Linked DNA regions of Mus musculus: region 1 is linked to region 2. A link is a contact called in public Hi-C data. All regions are on one chromosome and are shown on one strand. Each heading gives the region's core, a stretch centred on a gene start, on an enhancer-like site or on the middle of the called end of the contact. The rest is flanking DNA. Distances are from core to core; before and after follow the strand shown. Region 1 overlaps Fbxl13 (F-box and leucine-rich repeat protein 13). Region 2 overlaps Ccdc146 (coiled-coil domain containing 146).

The links. A called contact is a pair of places that touch in the nucleus more often than the background predicts.
Region 1: a contact with region 2 is called in a Hi-C map of bone marrow-derived macrophages, with 21 read pairs. The contact joins two enhancer-like sites. A contact is called at or near these places in 1 of 484 Hi-C or Micro-C datasets (bone marrow-derived macrophages), 1 of 115 datasets of contacts at active chromatin or transcription factors (large pre-B cells) and 4 of 9 other capture datasets (adipose tissue, embryonic stem cells, liver and 1 more).

The regions. Positions count from the first base shown.
Region 1 is chr5:21,562,678-21,567,895 of GRCm38.p6, forward strand. The region is part of intron 9 of Fbxl13 (F-box and leucine-rich repeat protein 13); the gene reads right to left. The region is part of intron 2 of Lrrc17 (leucine rich repeat containing 17); the gene reads left to right. Among named protein-coding and RNA genes, the nearest start is that of Lrrc17, 22 kb to the left of the region's middle. Within about 2 kb of position 3,119, at least 46 of the 459 cell types and tissues checked have an H3K27ac peak or open chromatin away from gene starts, as enhancers often do. A contact at or near this core is called in adipose tissue and bone marrow-derived macrophages, where this site is marked.
Region 2 is chr5:21,330,246-21,335,760 of GRCm38.p6, forward strand. It overlaps Ccdc146 (coiled-coil domain containing 146), which reads right to left. Exons shown (of 19, transcript NM_029195.1): 3 at 2,775-2,857; 4 at 295-504. Among named protein-coding and RNA genes, the nearest start is that of Fgl2, 40 kb to the right of the region's middle. RefSeq lists an enhancer at 1-866. Within about 2 kb of position 2,111, at least 50 of the 459 cell types and tissues checked have an H3K27ac peak or open chromatin away from gene starts, as enhancers often do. A contact at or near this core is called in adipose tissue and bone marrow-derived macrophages, where this site is marked.

The sequences.
Region 1 (5,218 bases), core at 1,869-4,368, 230 kb after region 2:
AAATGCTAACGATGTGTTAGCAAAGTCTGACACTGTCGAAGAGTAGTCCAAGAACTGATAATGTCTTTATAATAACAAGCCCTATGACAATGTCGATGTGTTTCATTTAGGGCATGCTTTAAAAGTTTATTTGTAATATTAACTTACAGCAAGATGTCACTGGAGTAGAGTCAGTTTGAGCATGCTATAACAGATTTCCATCTATCTTAGGTGGTGATGTTTGTTTGCATCTTTTGTTTGTGTTTGTTTATCCGAGGGCCAAAGATCAGGATTGCTGAAGGGATCCTAGCAGATCCTCTCAAAATGGTTAAGAGCAGGACCTTGTTAATGTGAGAGATTAGACAGCTGGGGCCAGGGGTAAATTTGTTAGCTTTTGGCCAAAGCTTGCCACTTTCTCCTTGACTCTGAAGTGGAGTGTGGTCAGATCAGTCTGGGACAAGGAGCAGGGAGAGGTGTGCTCACAGGAGTCACGGGGGAGCAGTGATAAACAACCAGGACTGGCCAGGCTGGGTTCCTCTGCTTTTGGAGAAAGTCCTCACTAACTGAAAATCTACCAAGTGCCAGGTACCCTCCCATATACACATGCTGTCAGCGTTCAGGCAGTCTTGTCCCCATTTAAACACGGTGGGGGTGGGGGTGGGGGGTGGGGAGGACTGAAGCAGCAGCAGCTCAGGAAATCCCATCAGTCAAACAAGGACAGGAACCTTCATTAACCAAGCCAGCACTTGCAATCTTCCAGAATTAATCTGACCATATGCAGGCAAGCTACTACCACATGAGAAGGCATTGGAAAATTCTAGAAAGCACTGGAGAATTCTAGAAGACTCAGCAGGTGTAGTTTTACCACAGCAAGGTAGGGAGGAATGTCCTTGATAGCATTATAATGAGAATTTAGGATTTATGCTAAAGCGCAGACATCCTCCGGGATGTTTTCTAAGCTTTTGTTTGGATTGCTTAGACTACAAACTAAACCCTGGGCTAGAATACTTCCTGTTACTGAGGTTCTGTCTTCAAGCTTAGTGGAATATGCACTTGCTGCACTGGGTGTCAGAGAGTAAAGTACAGAGGACTGGACTCACAAGTTATCTGAGAAGGATACTATCTCCATAAAAGATGGGTAAGACTTCATAGCAAGACGACAAACACTGCTCTGAGAGGTAAGAACATTCTATGGGCAGAGGCAGGTAGATATCTGTGAGTTTGAGGGCTATCCTGGACTACATCGTGAGCTCAGGACAGCCAGGGCTATATAGAAAGACCCTATAAAGAAAGAGGTGGTATGAGAGTTAAATACAGAGCATTCCCTTTCTGCTTGCTCCTTAGTCTTGGGCCACCAGCTCCTCTACAGCCTCCAATGAGCACAGTTCCTATTTTGTCTCTTGTCCTATAAAACATTTCTCCTCTGCTCTTGGCTAACATTGGCTATAAAACATATTTTATTGCTTCCCCTTTTGCAACTTGTTGTTGCCTAAATATAATCTTCTAAAAATACCCCTCAAATTAATCCTCTCTGTTGCAAAACTGCAGGGGACCCGGATGAGGAAGAGAGCTCCTTCCAATGAGGGAACTCAGCCTTTCCCAAAGGACTAGCAGTATGTAACACCGAGTCATATGTTAAAGGACAACTTGAGTCCCTCTGATTGCTAGTGACTATGTAAAATTCAGGGTCTGTATTTTCATTTTTTAAAAAATGTTTAGTTGATACACAGCAGTAGTTTATGTGTTTATGAGATACAGTGTGATTAATTCTAATCAATGAATATGATGTTTAGTGACCAGATCAAAGGAATGGATCAATCCCTCACCTTAGGCAGATATTGTTTGTGTTGGAAAAGTCAGCGTTCTCTCTCCTAGCTACTTGAGATGTACAGTTGTTGTCAACCATACTTATGCTTCCTTGCTTTCCTGTCCATCTTCATCCTTGTATCTGGTGACTACCCTCTCTCCAACCCCAATTCCGGCACAACCTCTAACACCCTCTAGTTCTGGACTATATAATGAAGGCTTATTAAGACTTTTCACAATTAACTAAAACTGCCTCACTGTGGTTTAGATAAGTCCACTAATACTATTCATCATTTATTTTCATTTTGTTTTATTATAAATTCCTATTTTAAGTTAATTCCTATAAGGAAAAGTCTGCCTAAACTCGTTTTTAGTGTCAGCATTGAGCTGCCTTCCTTTGTACCTTCAAAGCAGTAACTTGAGCAACTTTAAAACAAATAAATACACAGAAGTTGAAAATCATGGCTAGAATTCAAATATGACAACCTTAATCTATTCTAATTTCTTTATTTTGTTCCATAAATGGCAACCAATCTCAAATACTCAAATAACAAATGGTCGCCGAACAGTGGTGGTGCATGCATTTAATCCCAGCACTTGGGAGGCAGAGGTAGGCGGATTTCTGAGTTCGAGGCCAGCCTGGTCTACAGAGTGAGCTTCAGGACAGCCAGAGCTACACAGAGAAACCCTGCCTCAAAAAAACAAAAACAAACAAACAAAAACAAGTGGTCAGTAATGTTCATCTGTAGGCCCCTGTTGATGGAGTACCAATGTTTTTGATGGAATATATACATACATATATATATATATATACATATATATATATATATATATACATATATACATATATGTATATATATATATGTTATATGTGTGTGTGTGTGTGTGTGTGTGTGTGTGTGTATCAGAAAACAGAGTTTCAGGAAACCTAAAGTGTGCCATCAAGGGGATGGGGTGGGGGTGGGGCGCGGCGACTAGCAGTGACATTAGTGAAGAAAAGCCACTGTTAACTGCTCCCATTCCTAAACAGTGCTTTCATAAATGATAAAGCTCACTGTAGAGACGCTGTCCCTAGGAGGTCACATGGGCAGTAGTAATTCACAGTTCAAGCCACAGGCCACCATGTAATGCTATCTTTTCCTTCAAGACTGGGTATGTCCACTATACCAAGCATTCACTCGTGCCTTCTGTGTGCGTCCTCCCAATATCAGGTCCTCCCCTTGAGCGCTATGCAAGGGTACCACACAGGGAATGCAAGCAGGGGACTTGCAGTATGGACCCTTCCAATGAGGGAACTCAGCCTTTCCCAACGGACTAGCAGTGACTCAGATGTGTGCAGGGGACTCACTGGTGCCAACTCAACCACACAGACCTCAAAGATCACTATTTTTGCCTTAAACATCTGACAGCAAGAAAAAAAAAATAATAGCTTTATTCATGGAACAATGGGCCCTTTGCCAACACAACTCAGCCTTTCAAAGGGAGTAAGTGTGGGATTGGTTGAAAGGCACATTTATGCCATATTGAGGTGACAGGATTTGCCAGGAACACATGGAAGTATGAGTTCTAAAACCAATTTTAACTTCACATTTACCACGATAATTTACTAATTTGACTTTGAAAGCTAGGAAAAATTATATAGGAAAATTGGCTCCAGCTGCTTCTGAAGTCAACTTGCCGCTGATTTCAATAATAATTAAGAAATTTTACTTTCTGATAAACAAGCTTATGTGTGTCTCTTTAACTACTACCTAGTCTTCAAATTATTTCTGAGGCTGTTGACAACCAAAATCCTACTAAATGGGAAAATGATGTGAGGAAAATGTCTCAACTTCCTCCTCATAGTAAGGTTCGGTTGTCGGAGAAGCAGAGCTCATAAGAGCTGTGGTCAAGAATGAGGTCCACAATTGCCAACTCAGAGGTGGACACAGGGGATCAGTTAGTTGTTCAAGGCCTTCCTTGTTCAAGTCACAGCAAGTTGAAAGCCAGATCCTATCTCAAGCCTTCTCCCTCCCCTACCTCCAAACATTTCGATTCATGGTAAATGTGAGCTCTGGATGCCACATGGCATGTGGTCTAGAAATGAAGACATTGACAAAGTGTCATTTTGATGTGAGGAGATATGTACTTGTCTGTCTATTCTCTATCGGGGGCACATAGCTTGCATCAACTTTATAACTCATTCAAATTTAAGCAAGAAAAAAATTTTTTTCTCTCCACTACAACCAATGAAGTTTCCTGTTTGTTTCTAGGTCATGCTAGGAAAACTCTTAGGTTTGCATTTCCTGCTACTTGTGGATGCTATTTCCACTCAGGAGTTTGCTGACAACTTCAAAGTTGTCTTTTTCTAGCGCCCACAAACCCATTGCTTAAAGTGGGCTTCAGAGTATTTTTACAAACATCTTTTCTACCCGTCGATTTGCGGCTAACCCACTTTCAACTTGTTTTACATGGTTTTTCTGTCATCTATCCTCAAGTCTGGTCCAGTAGGCAGGTTCTGATCTAGGCTTTCTAGAACTGAAGGGGTGCCAGCTCTGCTGACTGGGACACCCTACAGGACCCTGGCCTTGACTGACTGACTGCACCTGTGGCCTCTTCCTGCCCTATATATGTGTATGTTATACATGGGGGTTCTAGGCAGGTAGATAGCAGATCAAACAGAAGGCCAACATAGACAGATTAAGGGCTGGGTTAGCATGTTTAAATTGTGATGATGTTACTTCTGGCAAATGACCTAACTTCTTTGTGCCCCCATTTCCACATCTGTAAAATGAGGTTAATAATGGAACATATACAGTTCTCTTCATTTAATTTTGTTAAGAATGCCTAGATCAGGAGCACATAGATAGGAAGGGCCCATCAAGAAGGGGAAGGAAATTTAAGGAAGTTTGACTCAAGAGGTTGTACTAGGGAATCTAGAAATGAACTCCAATACCATCCCATTAGACACAGGGGTTGGAACATAGTTCAGTCACGAAAGTGCCATGGAGGCATAAGGTGCCGAGTTCAATCCTTGGTAGCCATGTAGAAAGCTGGGTATGATCGCACATGCCTATAATCCCAGCTCTGGGGAAGCAGAAACAGGAAGAGCCCAGGGGCTCACTGTCCAGCCAGCCTAGCCTAATCAGCAAGCCCAGGTCCTAGTAAAAGACCCTGTCTCAAAACAAAAAAATGTGGCATTTCCTGAGGAAGAACAGCTGAGGTTGACTTCCAGCCTTCACAATCATGTATAGAAACATTCAGAAGATGCACACACACATGAACACACATACACACGTATGTACAAAGGCCATGCAATCTGGGCTATTAAGAGGAAGAACAAAAAGCTAAGTGCAAGTCACTACATTGTAAATATTCCTGGGACTAAGAAACCATAAATACCAAGTCGTTATTCTTAATATTTCATTACAATTTTATTAAGATATATTCACAA
Region 2 (5,515 bases), core at 861-3,360:
TCAGTTTCCAGAGTTCTTTGCCCAGCTCTTGTGTGATCTTTTAGTGAAGGGAGCCAAGGGGAAATGTAACCGGGCTTGTAATTGTTAGCTCAGACTTCTTATACCTAAACCCTCTCCCAAATTAACTTGTCATGTGGAAACAGCCTGTCTCCAACAAGTAGAGACCTCACCTAGTCAGCCTGCACAGACTGTGGGACAGTGGAGCTGTCTCCAGGGCGGCCCCGGGGGCTCACCTAGTCAGCCTGCACAGACTATGGGACAGTGAAGCTGTCTCCAGGGCGCCCGGGGACTCACCTAGTCAGCCTGTACTGAATATTGTACTCCCTTTCTTGCGCTGCCGTGTATTCATTTTGGTACTTGAGCAGCTGCTCCCGAAGTTTGCAGACCTCAGTGGTGAAGACGTTGGGGAAGTCTTCGGCCTGCTGCAGACAGACCTGCTGCTGCTGGATCTGCTCCGTGAAGCGCTTGGCGTTCTCCAGTAGCTGCACCTCAGACTCCTGCGTGCTGGGTTTCAAAGACATTGAGATATTGATAGGGGGGACGTGTGTACCTTCAGGACACCCCTCCTTCCCCCCGCCCCGTATTCCTGAGAGGATTTGGGGGTAGGATGGGAACATGTCACAGATGTTCCTACTCCTGGATTCAGTTTGATCAGTCATACTAAGTCTCAGCACTGGCAAGAACAAGGCTCAGCGACTAGCCTGAGTCACCCACCCTCTAGCTGGGAGAGGTACACAGTCAGCTGCAGTGTCCCCTCATAAGTTCCTCCAGAGGTCCCTAGATCCAGAGTAGGGGCAAGCAGAAGCAGAGTAGAGGCAAGTAATCCAAAGGATATTCCCTCTGACTTTGAAGAAAGACCAGGGCTCCCAAGGAAGGGGAAAAAAAAAAGTAATGGGCCCCTCAAATAACCCAGAAATTCTTTTCTTTTCTTTTTTCTTTCCTTTTCTTTTCTTTTTCCTTTTTTTTTTTTTTGTGCTTTTAATTCTCTAAGTAAGACTGAACCAAGATCTTTTTTCATTACAGATCTAAGACATTAAGCACTCTTTTTAACAGCCATTAGTGGGAAACTAGGAAAAATTCCCCTATAAAATTATGCACATTAATCAGCTTTTAATCCTGCCCTGATGCTTGGCTAAAAATAGTCTTGACTATCACAGAAAAGAGAGTTCCTAAAAACCCAGCTGTATTCTGTGACCTTGTCCCGGTTTAAAGAAGTGGCTGCAGATCTGGATAGATAAGAAAAGTTATACTTGACTGATCCCAAGAATATTCCAGAAGTCTTGCATGTTACAAACTAGTACTGGCACCCAACTTATAGTCTACATGGCCTATCTGTCTCAGACACCCTCACATTAGTGATCCCCTACCCAGCAGCCATAGGCAGGCCTTTGCTATTTTATTTTAAAGCTAACACCTACTTCTATGTGTGTATTCTATTAAATGTTCTTACCAAGAAAAATCTCTAGGTTTCAGCTTATTTGCAAAGATGTCCTAAAACAGGATTGAGGCTGTCTTAGCTGAGGTAACAGGCTTCCCTTACCCTATTTTCTCACGCTTTACTGTGTCATGTGTTTAGTGGCATCCAGCCAAACATTTATCGGAGCCTCATATGTTCCAGGAACTATGGTAGGTGCCAGAGAGCAAGCAGAGCAATACTGGTGAAAACTCCTCCAATTTCCGGGAATGGAAATGGGAGCTGTTCTCTTACGCTTCGGTGCTCTTGTATGTTAACATTGTGTTCATCTGGCATAACCTGGGCTCCTTACAATGACAGGTCTCCAGGCCCTAGAGTTCTTCCACATGGAGAGGAGGGCAACACAGAAGTGAGCTTCCAGTCAGAACATAGGTGGTAGTTTACACATATACTCGTGTGACATACAGTGTCAGGAGGAGAGAACTTAACTTCTAATGTAGTCTTGTGGAAAGCTCAGTCGATGTGGGTTCAGTACTTCCAACCCATATCTGCCTGCCTGCAGCCCTAGCCACAAAAACATAGTGTCTGCTTCACTGTGCTTTTCCAATGGGCTTGAGAGAGAGTGGTGGGTTTTGTAATAGGTAGAGAAGGAAGTAAAGGCTCTGGAGGAGGTAAACTGTGAGCAGCAGAGGGGAAGTAGCTATTTCACAACACAAGCTGGAAGCAGAAGATGTCACTACATAGTTTTGGTCCTGCACTGATAGCTTGTCACTAAAGAGAAATAGCTTCAATACCCAGTGGCAAGTAGTAGGCTCTGGGCAAAGCTGATGGCTTATTCTGTGGATGCCCATCTTCTGACCTTCTACTGACTTGAACTTAAGCTCTCACAGAACTATACTTCTGAATGACAATTGGAGAGGGGTCTTCTTGTCCAAAGTATCTTCAATAGTCATCATACACACATCAGCGCCTACTCTGCCTGAGAAATGCACGTTTGTCATCTCAAAGTTCAAGAGCTCTTTTCTTCAGGAGTAATTCCTAATGAGTGGTGCAAACAAGTGGACAAGTACCCTGGCTTTGTCACTTCCTGGTAGCAGAGCTGTAATTGTTCTCTAGTCAGAAGTCTGTGACACTGGGCCCACAACATGAGCCACAGATGACCCCATCCACCTGGTTTCTTCCTTTTCAGTCTCCCTTCTTCACACATTCACAACCTCTTCTTTAGTGATTTCTAAAACCACCTGAACTCTGATCTTTGCCCCAGATTTCAGAGAGAAGACAAATGAAGACAGGTCCCATTTGTTATAAGGAAGAAGTACAGAGACGATAAAAGGTGACTCCTTGCTGGCAAAGAACATACCTCACCACTGTATCGTGTAGCAAGGTGTACTTGGCTTTCAACTCTGCCATTCTGGTTCCAGGAAGTTTTCCCTTGGAGTGCAGCTATTATAGAGAAGATAGATTACCATTAGCCATCACTGTCCTTGTGCCTATGGAGGAACATAGGTTATTTTTAGCCATCACTGTCCATATGCCTGTGGATGCACATAGGTTACTGCTAGCGATCACTGTTCGTATGCCTGTGGAGGAGATGAAAAGACTCATATATGTCTTCTAAAATCTTTCAGCTAAGCATTAGGAGGACTACATGTGCAGCAATGTGGCCCATTCAAAAGCAGCTGGGTATCACAGAGTAGTTCCAGCCTGCCTCTTGTAAGATCTTTGTTTTTGAACAAGTCTTTAAACTTCTCTAGGCTATGATTTCTTCACCCAGAAACTCAAGGAATGAAATATCTTCTTGTTCTAAAAGTGTATTTCTAGGGTAAGCAGACATTTTGAGTTGTGTGGACTACCAGGACGGCTGCTTGTTGAGAGAAGGCAATTCTGGAGCAGGAGCTGCACACCAGTCACTTCGCTCAGAAATGCAGGGGTTATTTTTTAGCTTACCCAGGATCTTGGGATCACTGGTGAGTGGAACGTAACATCTATTCCAAAACAACCCAGAGGGACTTGGGCCAGCAAGGACAGGGACACAGGAAACCCACCTGACCAGCGGCCTGACCAGCAGCCTGACCAGTGGCTGAAGTTCCTTCCAAGCACTGCGCCACCTTGGGCACAAAATCAGCAGATGGTCCCAAGTCCCCAGATGACTCTCCACGCAGCAGGCGCCCTAGCACACCCAGGATCTTAGGATCACTGAGGAAAGTCGGCCTCCAGAGAGGGCTCTGACCCTGGGACTCAGGTGAGAACTCCATCTTTTATCCCGGGTCTCTCAGAGACCAGTCCACACAGGAGAGAGCACATGGGCCTCAGAAGCAACAGAGCTTCTTAGACAGGGTCCCTTGCCTGCAGAGAATGCTCTGACCACTGGGACTCAGGAGAGAGTTGGACTCCCAGGAGACCTGACAGAGGGTAAGAGAATCACAGGAGGAACAAGCTACAGCCAGCGACAGCTAGAACATCTATGTCTTAGACAGGGTTTCTTTTCCTGTACAAACATCATGACCAAGAAGCAAGTTGGGGAGGAAAGGGTTTATTCAGCTTACATTTCCAAATTGCTGTTCATCATTAAAGGAAGTCAGGAGTGGAACTCAGGCAGGTCAGGAAGCAGGAGCTGATGCAGAGGCCATGGAGGGATGTTCTTTACTGGCTTACTCCCCTGGCTTGCTTAGACTGCTCTCTTATAGAACCAAGAAGGACCAGCCCAGAGATGGTCCCACCCACAAGGGGCCTTTCCCCCTTGATCACTAATTGAGAAAATGCCTTACAGTTAGTTGGATCTCATGGAGGCATTTCCTCAACTGAAGCTTCTTTCTCTGTAATAACTCCAGCTGTGTCAAGTTGACACAAAACTAGCTAGTACAATCTAACACCAGAGATTACCAGATAGCTAAAGGAAAACATAAGAATCTTACTAATGGAAACCAAGACCATTCGGCATCACTACAACCCAGTATACCTACCACAGCCAATCCTGAATACCCCAACACACCCGAAAAGCAAGATTTGTATTTTAAAATCATATCTCATGATGCTGGTAGAGGATTTGAAGAGGGCATTAATAACTCACTTAAAGAAATACAGGAAAACATTGCTAAACAGGTAGAAGACCTTAAAGAGGAAACACAAAAACCCCTTAAAGAATTACAGGAAAACGAGATAACCCGGCCTGATCCGGGGCACAAGTCCCTTCCGGTCCACTGCAGCACCGGGGTCCCTGGACCGGGGAGTCTCCGGACACCCGCAAGGACTCACACAGGATCCGCCACGGGATCCTAAGACCTCTGGTGAGTGGAACACAGCACCTGCTCCAATCCAATCGTGCAGGACCCGAGACTGCATTAATTAAGGAAGCAGATAACCCGGCCTGATCCAGGGCACAAGTCCCTTCCTGCCCACTGCAGCACCAGGGTCCCTGGCCCGGGGAGTCTCTGGACCCACACAGGATCCGCCACGGGATCTTAAAACCTATGGTAAGTGGAACACAACTTCTGTCAGGAGGTAGGTTCAAACACCAGATATCTGGGCACCTTCCCTGCAAGAGGAGAGCTTGCCTGCAGAGAGTACTCTGAGCACTGAAACTAAGGATAGAGCTAGTCTCCCAGGTCTGCTGATAGAGGCTAACATAATCACCTGTGGAAACAAGCTATAACCAGAGACAACTATAACAACTAGCTCCAGAGAATACCAGATGGTGAAAGGCAAACGTAAGAATCCTACTAACAGAAATCAAGACCACTCACCATCATCAGAACACAGCACTCCCACCCCACCTAGTCCTGGGCACCCCAACACAACCGAAAATCTAGACCTGGATTTAAAAGCATATCTCATGATGATGGTAGAGGACATCAAGAAGGACTTTAATAACTCACTTAAAGAAATACAGGAGAAAGCTGCTAAAGAGTTATAAGTCCTTAAAGAAAAACAGAAAAACACAACCAAACAGGTAGAAGTCCTTATGGAAAAACAGGAAAACACATCCAAACAGGTGATGGAAATGAACAAAAACATACTAGACTAAAAAGAGAAGTAGACACAATAAAGAAAACCCAAAGTGAGGCAACGCTGGAGATAAAAACCCTAGGAAAGAAATCTGGA